2 separate regions of the Macaca mulatta genome follow, and region 1 is linked to region 2. Evidence: chromatin contacts called from public Hi-C data. All regions are on one chromosome and are shown on one strand. Each heading gives the region's core, a stretch centred on a gene start, on an enhancer-like site or on the middle of the called end of the contact. The rest is flanking DNA. Distances are from core to core; before and after follow the strand shown.

Region 1 (4,134 bases), core at 1,609-4,108, 290 kb after region 2:
GCCTCAGCCTCCCAAGTAGATGCGATTACAGGCAGGCACCACCACTCCCTGCTAATTTTTGTATTTTTAGTAGAGACACGGTTTCACCATTTTGGTCAGGCTAGTCTCGAATTCCTGACCTCAAGTGATCCCCCTGCCTCACCCTCCCAAAGTGCTGGGATTACAGGCGTGAGCCACTGCACGTAGCTGGTCAGAGGCTTCTTTTTCTTTTTTTTTTTTTTTTTTTTGAGACGGAGTCTCGCTCTGTAGCCCAGGCTGGAGTGCAGTGGCCAGATCTCAGCTCACTGCAAGCTCCGCCTCCCGGGTTCACGCCATTCTCCTGCCTCAGCCTCCCGAGTAGCTGGGACTACAGGCGCCCGCCACCTCGCCCGGCTAGTTTTTTGTATTTTTTAGTAGAGATGGGGTTTCACCGTGTTATCCAGGATGGTCTCGATCTCCTGACCTCGTGATCCACCCGTCTCGGCCTCCCAAAGTGCTGGGATTACAGGCTTGAGCCACCGCGCCCGGCCTCTTTTTCTTTTTCTTTTTTTTTTTTGAGGCGGAGTCTCGCTCTGTTGCCCAGGCTGGAGTGCAGTGGCACGATCTCGGCTCACTGTAACCTCTGCCTCCGGGTTCAAGCGACTCTCCTGCCTCAGCCTCCCGAGTAGCTGGGATCACAGGTGCCCACCAACACACCTGGCTAATTTTTTTTTTTTTTTTTGAGACGGAGTCTCGCTGTGTCGCCCAGGCTGGAGTACAGTGGCCGGATCTCAGCTCACTGCAAGCCCCACCTCCTGGGTTTACGCCATTCTCCTGCCTCAGCCTCCCGAGTAGCTGGGACTACAGGCGCCCGCCACCTCGCCCGGCTAGTTTTTTGTATTTTTTAGTAGAGACGGGGTTTCACCGTGTTAGCCAGGATGGTCTCGATCTCCTGACCTCGTGATCCGCCCGTCTCGGCCTCCCAAAGTGCTGGGATTATAGGCTTGAGCCACTGCGCCCGGCCCACCTGGCTAATTTTTGTATTTTTTAGTAGAGACGGGGTTTCACCATGTTGGCCAGGATAGTCTTGATCCCTTGACCTCATGATCCGCCTGCCTCGGGCTCCCAAAGTGCTGGGATTACAGGCATGTACCACCACACCCGGCTTTTTTTAATTTTTAATTTTTTTGAGGCAGTGTCTCACTCTGTCGCTAAACAGCTAGAGTGCAGTGGCAGGATCACAGCTCACTGCAGCCTCAACCTCCCTGGGTTCAGGTGATCCTCCCACCTCAGCCACCCCACTAGCTGGGAATACAGGTGGGTGCCGTCATGCCCAGCTAATTTTTGTATGATTTGTAGAGAAGGGGTTTTGCCATATTGCCCAAGCTGGTCTCCAACTCCTGGGCTCAAGATATCGGCCTGCCTCGGCCTCCTAAAATGTTGGGATTACAGGCGTGAGCCACCCACCCAGCCAACAGCCACTTCTTATCTCCCTGTCCAGCACTGCCTCCACCCCAGCCTAATGTACCAGCCCCTCTTGTCTGGATCATAACAGCAGCTTCCCAGCAGGTCTCCTCATTTCCTCTTGCCCTGTTCTAATCCATCATCCATACAATAGCCAGTGATCTTAAAAAAATAATAATAATATATTGAATTAGGTCAGTGTCCTGTGCACTCCCTCCCCTCTAATTTGAGTGAGGATAATTCCAGTCCCAGTGAGAACCGCCTCCACCACCAGCCTCTCAGCCCTGTCTGCCAGCACTCTCCTCCTTGCACCCTTGGTTGGGTAACCTTGGCCTTCTGTCAGTTCTTTGAAGAAGCCAAACTCTTCTGCTCCAGGGCCTCTACTGCTGAACATTCTTTCCCCGCTTCTTGGCCTGTAGCATCACAGCCCCGAAGTGAGGCACTTTTTTTTTGTTTGTTTTTTGAGATGGAGTTTCGCTCTTGTTGCCCAGGCTGGAGTGTTACGGCACAATCTCGGCTCACTGCAACCTCTGCCTCCCAGGTTCAAGCAATTCTCCTGCCTCAGCCTCCCAAGTAGCTGGGGTTACAGGTGCCTGCCACCACACCCGGCTAATTTTTGTATTTTTAGTAGAGATGGTTTTTCACCGTGTTGGCCAGGCTTGTCTCGAACTCCTGACCTCAGGTGATCTGCCTGCCTCGGCCTCCCAAAGTGCTGGGATTACAGGTGTGAGCCACCACGCCTGGCCAGAGTGAGGCACTTTAACAGCACTGCTCCCAACCCCAACCACACACACACATAAACACAGTCTAAGTAGAAACCATAAGCCTGGTATGCAAACAAGGCTTCCACACGGGTCCAGCCCTAGCCCACCTTCCAAGTTGCAAGTGACTGCTGCTCTTGGTCCCGGATTTCTGGAAATGTAGGAGCCTTGGTTGTTTGCTGCCCTAAAGCCTACTTATCCTCCAGGTCTTAGCTAAATGTCACTCCAAGAGGCCCTCCTGCTATGGCTCCCTCCCCTTGCCCAAACCAGGGCCCAGCATAATATCCATGCTGAACCTTCATAGCACTGTCCTAATCATGTGTTTTATTAGTTTTTTTTATTTATTTGTTCTGTCTCCTCATAAACTTTGTGAAGGCAAGGATCCTGCCTGCATTGCTTGCTACTCTATCTCCCACGCCTCACCAAATGTCTTTCTGGAAGTCCTTTGCTCAGAATAAATGCCCAATGAGAGAGAGAGAGAGAAATGTACAAGAAGATCATGGAAAGAGACTTGCAGGCCAATTGCATCCCCCTCCTTGAAGGAGACAGGAAGGAATGCGCAGCCCAGCCCAGCCTTTCCCTTCATGTCAAGTTCACGCTGGCACACTCACCCGCCTCTCACTGAGTATAAAGAGACCTGTTTTGTAATTGGTCTTTATCCCAGAGTAGCAGAGCTTTGGAAGCAAAGAGCCTGCAGGGTAATGAATGGGAGGGAGAACAGACGCTGGTGTCCAACTTCACACGGCATTTGGAAATTCACAGCCAAGCCTCTTTGCAACACTGTGCCCTCCCTGGGGCTAATTTCAGCATGCTGCAGCAGCACAGGCTTTAACTCCAGAGACCTGGGTGCTACCTTCTGCTACCTGCATAACTCTGCCCAAACCATGCATCCTTTCTGCCTTTCAGTTCTCAGCTGCGAAGTGGGAATCATGATAAAGATAACCATGATCACAATGCAAACAGGGCGACTGTTGCAAGGATCAAAAGAGATGGTGGGTGTGAATGTGTTTGGTAAACTGGAGAGCTCCATACAAGCTCCAGTTTTAACTGCCACTGTACCTGTGCAGGAGATTCAAATCTGGCAGGTGTGACTGTGACTGTGCATGGAACAGATACTAGGCCCCTTTGTGAAATCCCGAGGAAGGGGGCCTGCATGACCCATGTGATAGTCCTCATGTGAGCAGGGAGGAATTTTCTCAGAATACTAGATGTCAGCTTTGCTAGTTAATTACCAGTGTTTGCTTGGGAGCACCCCACCTTCTGCGAGGAGTTGAACTAGCTGCTGGAACGATGAAGGAAGGCGTTTTTAGATAAGTATTATCACACAGTGATCCAATCGATACACATAAAATCTGCTCAGGGCAATACTGTGCCTTGTCATTTTTATGAGCATATTTACAACTGAGGGTTGGTCTCAGGTTATCTACTGTGTATGTAATTCAGGCTCAGTGGCCTCAAGTCCAAGAGCTATGGCATAGCAACTGTTCTGGTTAAAAACAAGACTTCTGGCCGGGCGTGGTGGCTCACACCTGTAATCCCAGCACTTTGGGAGGCTGAGGCAGGCGGATCACTTAAAGGTCAGGAGTTCAAGACCAGCTTGGCCAACATGGTGAAACCTCATCTCTACTAAAAGTACAGAAATTAGTTGGGCGTGGCAACATGCACCTGTTATTCCAGCTACTCAGGAGGCTGAGGTAGGAGAATTGCTTGAACCCAGAGGATGTAGTGAGCGGAGATCATGCCTCTGCACTCCAGCCTGGGTGACAGATTGAGACTGTCTCAAAAAAAGAAAAAAAAAAAAAAAAAAAAAAAAAAAAAACAGACGAAAAACCAAGACTTCCAAGAGCTTGTAGAACCTTCATTGGTGGAGGCCATGAGGGCTGTACAGGTTATTCCTGGCACCAGTTGCAAATCCATCTGCCTGTCATCAGTGCTTCACATCCTCTTTGAA
Region 2 (4,064 bases), core at 907-3,406:
AGCCAGAGGGAGAGAAAACAGCGGTCAGAAAAGAGGTTCCTGCAGAGTGCTGTGATGACTCAGGGAAGCAGGGCAGGTGGGCTGGAGGGCACTGAACCGGCCACTGCTGCACCCCAGCACCTAGGACAGCGCCTGGCCCACAGAGGCCACTCAGCAAGCATTTGTTGAATGAATGAATGATGAAACTGGAGAGACACACCATGTCCTGGAGGGAGCTCAGTCCCCAGCCTCCCCTTCTCGGGCTGGGGGCTTGCAGCTGGAAGGAGAAGCCTGGGGCAGCTATGACCAGCCCTGCCAGACCCCACCTGATGTAGTTTGGATATTTGCCCCCACCCAAATCTCATGTTGAATGGTAATCCCCAGTGCTGGAGGTGGGGCCTGGTGGGAGGTGATCCAGTCATGGGGGTTGATCCCTCCTGGTTTGGTGCTGACTTCTCGATGGCGAGTGAGTTCCGGGAGCTCTGGTTGTTGAAGGGTATGGAGCCTCCTCCTCCATTCTCCCTCTCCATTCCCCTACGTGAAGTGCCTGCTTCCGCCTCCGGCTTCCACCAGAAGAAAAAGCTCCCTGAGGCCTCCCCAGAAGTAGATGCCTTTGCTTCCTGCACAGCCTGCGGAACGTGAGCCAAGTCGATCTCTTTTCTTATAAATTACCCAGTCTCAGCACTTCTTTATAGTAATACGAGAACAGCCTAATGCCCACAGAAGTCAGCCCACCGGACCCACAGAGGCCAGTTCAGCCCCCCATAGCATCGTGCAGGGCTGCAAAGGGGCACACAACAGAAGTGCTTCTGGAGGGGGATTGATGACCACTATCTGGCACCAGGCTGGGAGGGACGGCACCCTGGGCCATCTGTGGCGGCTGTGCCTGGGGCTTACGCTCTGTATCTTATGCTAAGCAAGCTGACTCAGTAAGGACAAAATTGGCTCCACGACCCAGCCAGCCAGTGGCCCAGTCAGGTCTTTAACTCCAGGCAGGGCCTGACTCCAAACCCGGTGCTCTTGGGGACTGCAGGCAGCAGGGCACCTCCGAGAGCCTGGGTCACAGGGAGTCAGGAGAACGCAGTGGGGCTGGGATCACTGAGGACTTCACAACTCCCCATGAATGCCCTGATGTGAGGGAGGGGACGCTGTTGGGACTGCAAATCCTCAGCCTCAGTGACTGCCAGGCCGGCTTTGGGGCCCTTCCTCCACTCCCTGGCAGGACCGGGCCTCTGACACCTGTCCACCTGCCTCTCTTCCCTCTCAGCAGCCTCCCTGGCATCCACAGACGTGTGCAAACGCCCCTTTCCAGGTCAGCTTTTCCTACTCACAGCCACACTCCCCCCAGGCCGGCACTGCCCTGAGTACTTCCCAGGAGCATGGCGTGGATACGATCACCATCCCCATTATACAAAGGAGAAAAGCGAGGCTCAGAGAAGCTAAGCAACTTCTTCAAGGTAATCCAGCTGGTGGGTGGTGGCTCCAGAATTTCAACCCAGGCATTCAGGTCCCAGAGCCCCAGCTTGTACAGCAGCCCTGGGGGTAGGAACTGCCATTGCGCCCATTTCGCAGAGGAGGAAACTGAGCTCCAAGATGTGAAATAACTGACCTGGGTTGGACCCAGGCTCCCTGCCCCAGAGCCTTGCCCCGGACACACCCGGGTCCTGAAGGTGAACAACCAGAGGCGGACCGTCCTGATGTAGGCCCCAGTGCCGGGCCATTCCACAGCCCCACCTCCTCCTCCTGGGCCAGGCCTGTGGGTTTTGACAGTGCCCTTCCTTTCAGCCCCCACCACACAGGGTCCGAGAACGCAGTCCACAGCCCCCTACCCCGCCGCACACTGCCCCTTGAACTGTCAAGGCCACCGCTGCCCTGTCTGGGTTTCCCTGTTGAGAAACCTAGCGGTGTGCACAGAGCCCTGAGTCAGAAAGGTAGCGGGCAGCTGAGCTAGAGGGCACTGGACCGGCTGCTGCTGCATCCCAGCACCTAGGACAGTGCCTGGCCCACATCAGCCACTTGGCAAGCATTCGTTGAATGAATGAATGAATGAATGGATGGATGGATGAATGATGGAACTGGAGAGGCACCCTGTCCTGGAGGGAGCTCGGTCCCCAGCTACCTCCCCTTCTCTGGGCTGGGGACTTGCAGCTGGAGGGAGGAGCCTGGGGTTTGAGTCCTGGCCCTCCCCTTCCTGGCTGTGCATCTGCAAGGCACCCTTTCCCTCCCGAGCCCAGTTTCCTCATGTACAAAATGGGAAAAATGAAAGCCTGGCAAAACAATTGCCTGCCAGTCCCCACAAAGTGGGCACCAACATCTGTGCACTCCCTCCCTCAAACCCAGCCCCTCCTGTCCTGTCCCCCTACAGCCTTCAGAAAAGCAGCCAAGTAGCTGTGTCTGAAGGGGCCTTGGCACCATCAGCGCCCCTCGTTCTTGCTCTCTCTCCTGGAAGGGAGATGATTCAAGCCTGCAGCATAGACACAGCTGTCCCTCCTCCCGAGCCATCCCACCTGCCATCCCTGAGGCATCTCCCCTTCCTGCAGGGGAAGCTTCCTCCTCCCGCACTTGCCTGGCCCCATCTTCCCTTCCTGCTCTCCACATGGCATCTTTGGTCTTCGATCTTGGTTACTTGTGCCATATCTCCAGCTCCCCTGTGTAGTCTGTCAGTATTCCTGGAGACATTCCCCAAATTCCACCCATTTAGAAGCTGCTCCCCAGAGGGTCCCCAGTGGCCTGCTCCCTGCTGCCTGTCTTTATGCAGCAACTCCCCCAGCCCCATGTGTCTTGAGAGACACATTTCAGTCTTTGCCTGCCTAATCCTTGTTATCATCTCTTCCTTGCCTAGAGAGCTCCTTGGCTGCCGCATCCTCTTCTTAGTGTCTCTGCTTCATACAAGAAATTGCTACCCTGGTGGTGCCTGCCCTAATGGCTTGATGGTTCTCCTGGTCTGTAGACTTGTGGGCTTGTTCTCTCCATCTTCCTAAGTGGGGTGCTGCCACTGAGCAGAGTGGGCTGGCAGGGAAATTACTGGATTTAGAGCAGGGCTGTGCAGGCCACACAGGAAACAACAGACTGCCCACACTGGAGTTCATGGTCACGCGAGTTCCTCAGTAACCAGGAGCCTGGGCTGACATAGGAGCCCAACATGAAACCAAACCCACCTTGATGGAGTGCCTGCAGGCACCAGTGACAGGCTGGGCTTGCAGATGCAGAGCTAACCACACGTGCGTGGTCTACCCTAGAGCACTCACGCCCAGAAGAGGGCACAGATGGGAAACCAGTGAGTGGACCTTCAATCCTTCACTCCAGAAATGTGTACTGAGAGCTGATGGTCTGCTGGGGACCCCCAAAGACTTGCTTTCATGGGGTGTACATGCCAGCTTTCAACAACGGCTGGAGGAGCAGTACTGCCAAAGAGACGGGAGAGTGCAGAGAAGTGAGTGAGCAAGTCCGCCGGAGGGAGGAGAGGTGATCTCTGACTGGATCTTACAGAGTTGATGCATCCCAGACAGAAATGAAAAATGAGGAAAGGGCATTCCAAGCAGTGGTAACAGCATGTACAGAAGCCCAGAGACGGGAAGGAATGAGGCAGGCTGGGGGAATCTCATGCGGTTTGGTATGACTGTTGTGTGTAAGTGGGAGGTCGTGGTGGTTAAAAGGCATCCACAAATTCTTTGACATTCCTCCCTTCAAAAGACGGAGGCTCATTCTCCTCCTCTTGAATGTGGGCAGGACTCAGTAACTCACTTCTGAAGAACCACATATGATGGAAGTGGTAATCGATAACCTCCGACACTAGATCATAAAAGACACTGTAGCTCCCTTCTTGTTCTCTGGGAAAACCCAGCCAGGTCACAGGACACTCCAGCAGCTCTCTGGGGAGGCCCACATGGAGAGGAACCGAGGCCTCCTGCCAACAGCAGGCACAGGTTTGCCAGCCCTGTGAGCCAGCCATCATGGAAAAGCATTCTCCAGCCCCAGCTAAGCCTTCAGATGACACAACCCCCCAACATTGTGATGCAATCTCATGACAAACCCCAAGCCAGAACCACCCAGCCACCTACAGAGACTGTGAGATGTTTATTGTT

Evidence for each region. Hi-C and Micro-C count contacts between places; a contact is called where the count stands out from the background.
Region 1: a Hi-C map of fetal cortex germinal zone shows a contact between it and region 2, with 2.1 times the contacts expected there. The contact joins two enhancer-like sites. A contact is called at or near these places in 2 of 14 Hi-C or Micro-C datasets (fetal cortex germinal zone and liver).

The regions. Positions count from the first base shown.
Region 1 is chr9:109,389,548-109,393,681 of T2T-MMU8v2.0, forward strand. No RefSeq gene overlaps it. Among named protein-coding and RNA genes, the nearest start is that of FRAT2, 10 kb to the left of the region's middle. Within about 2 kb of position 2,859, at least 11 of the 40 cell types and tissues checked have an H3K27ac peak or open chromatin away from gene starts, as enhancers often do. A contact at or near this core is called in fetal cortex germinal zone, where this site is marked.
Region 2 is chr9:109,102,600-109,106,663 of T2T-MMU8v2.0, forward strand. All of the region lies in intron 4 of SLIT1 (slit guidance ligand 1), which reads right to left. Among named protein-coding and RNA genes, the nearest start is that of SLIT1, 120 kb to the right of the region's middle. Within about 2 kb of position 2,157, at least 2 of the 40 cell types and tissues checked have an H3K27ac peak or open chromatin away from gene starts, as enhancers often do. A contact at or near this core is called in fetal cortex germinal zone, where this site is marked.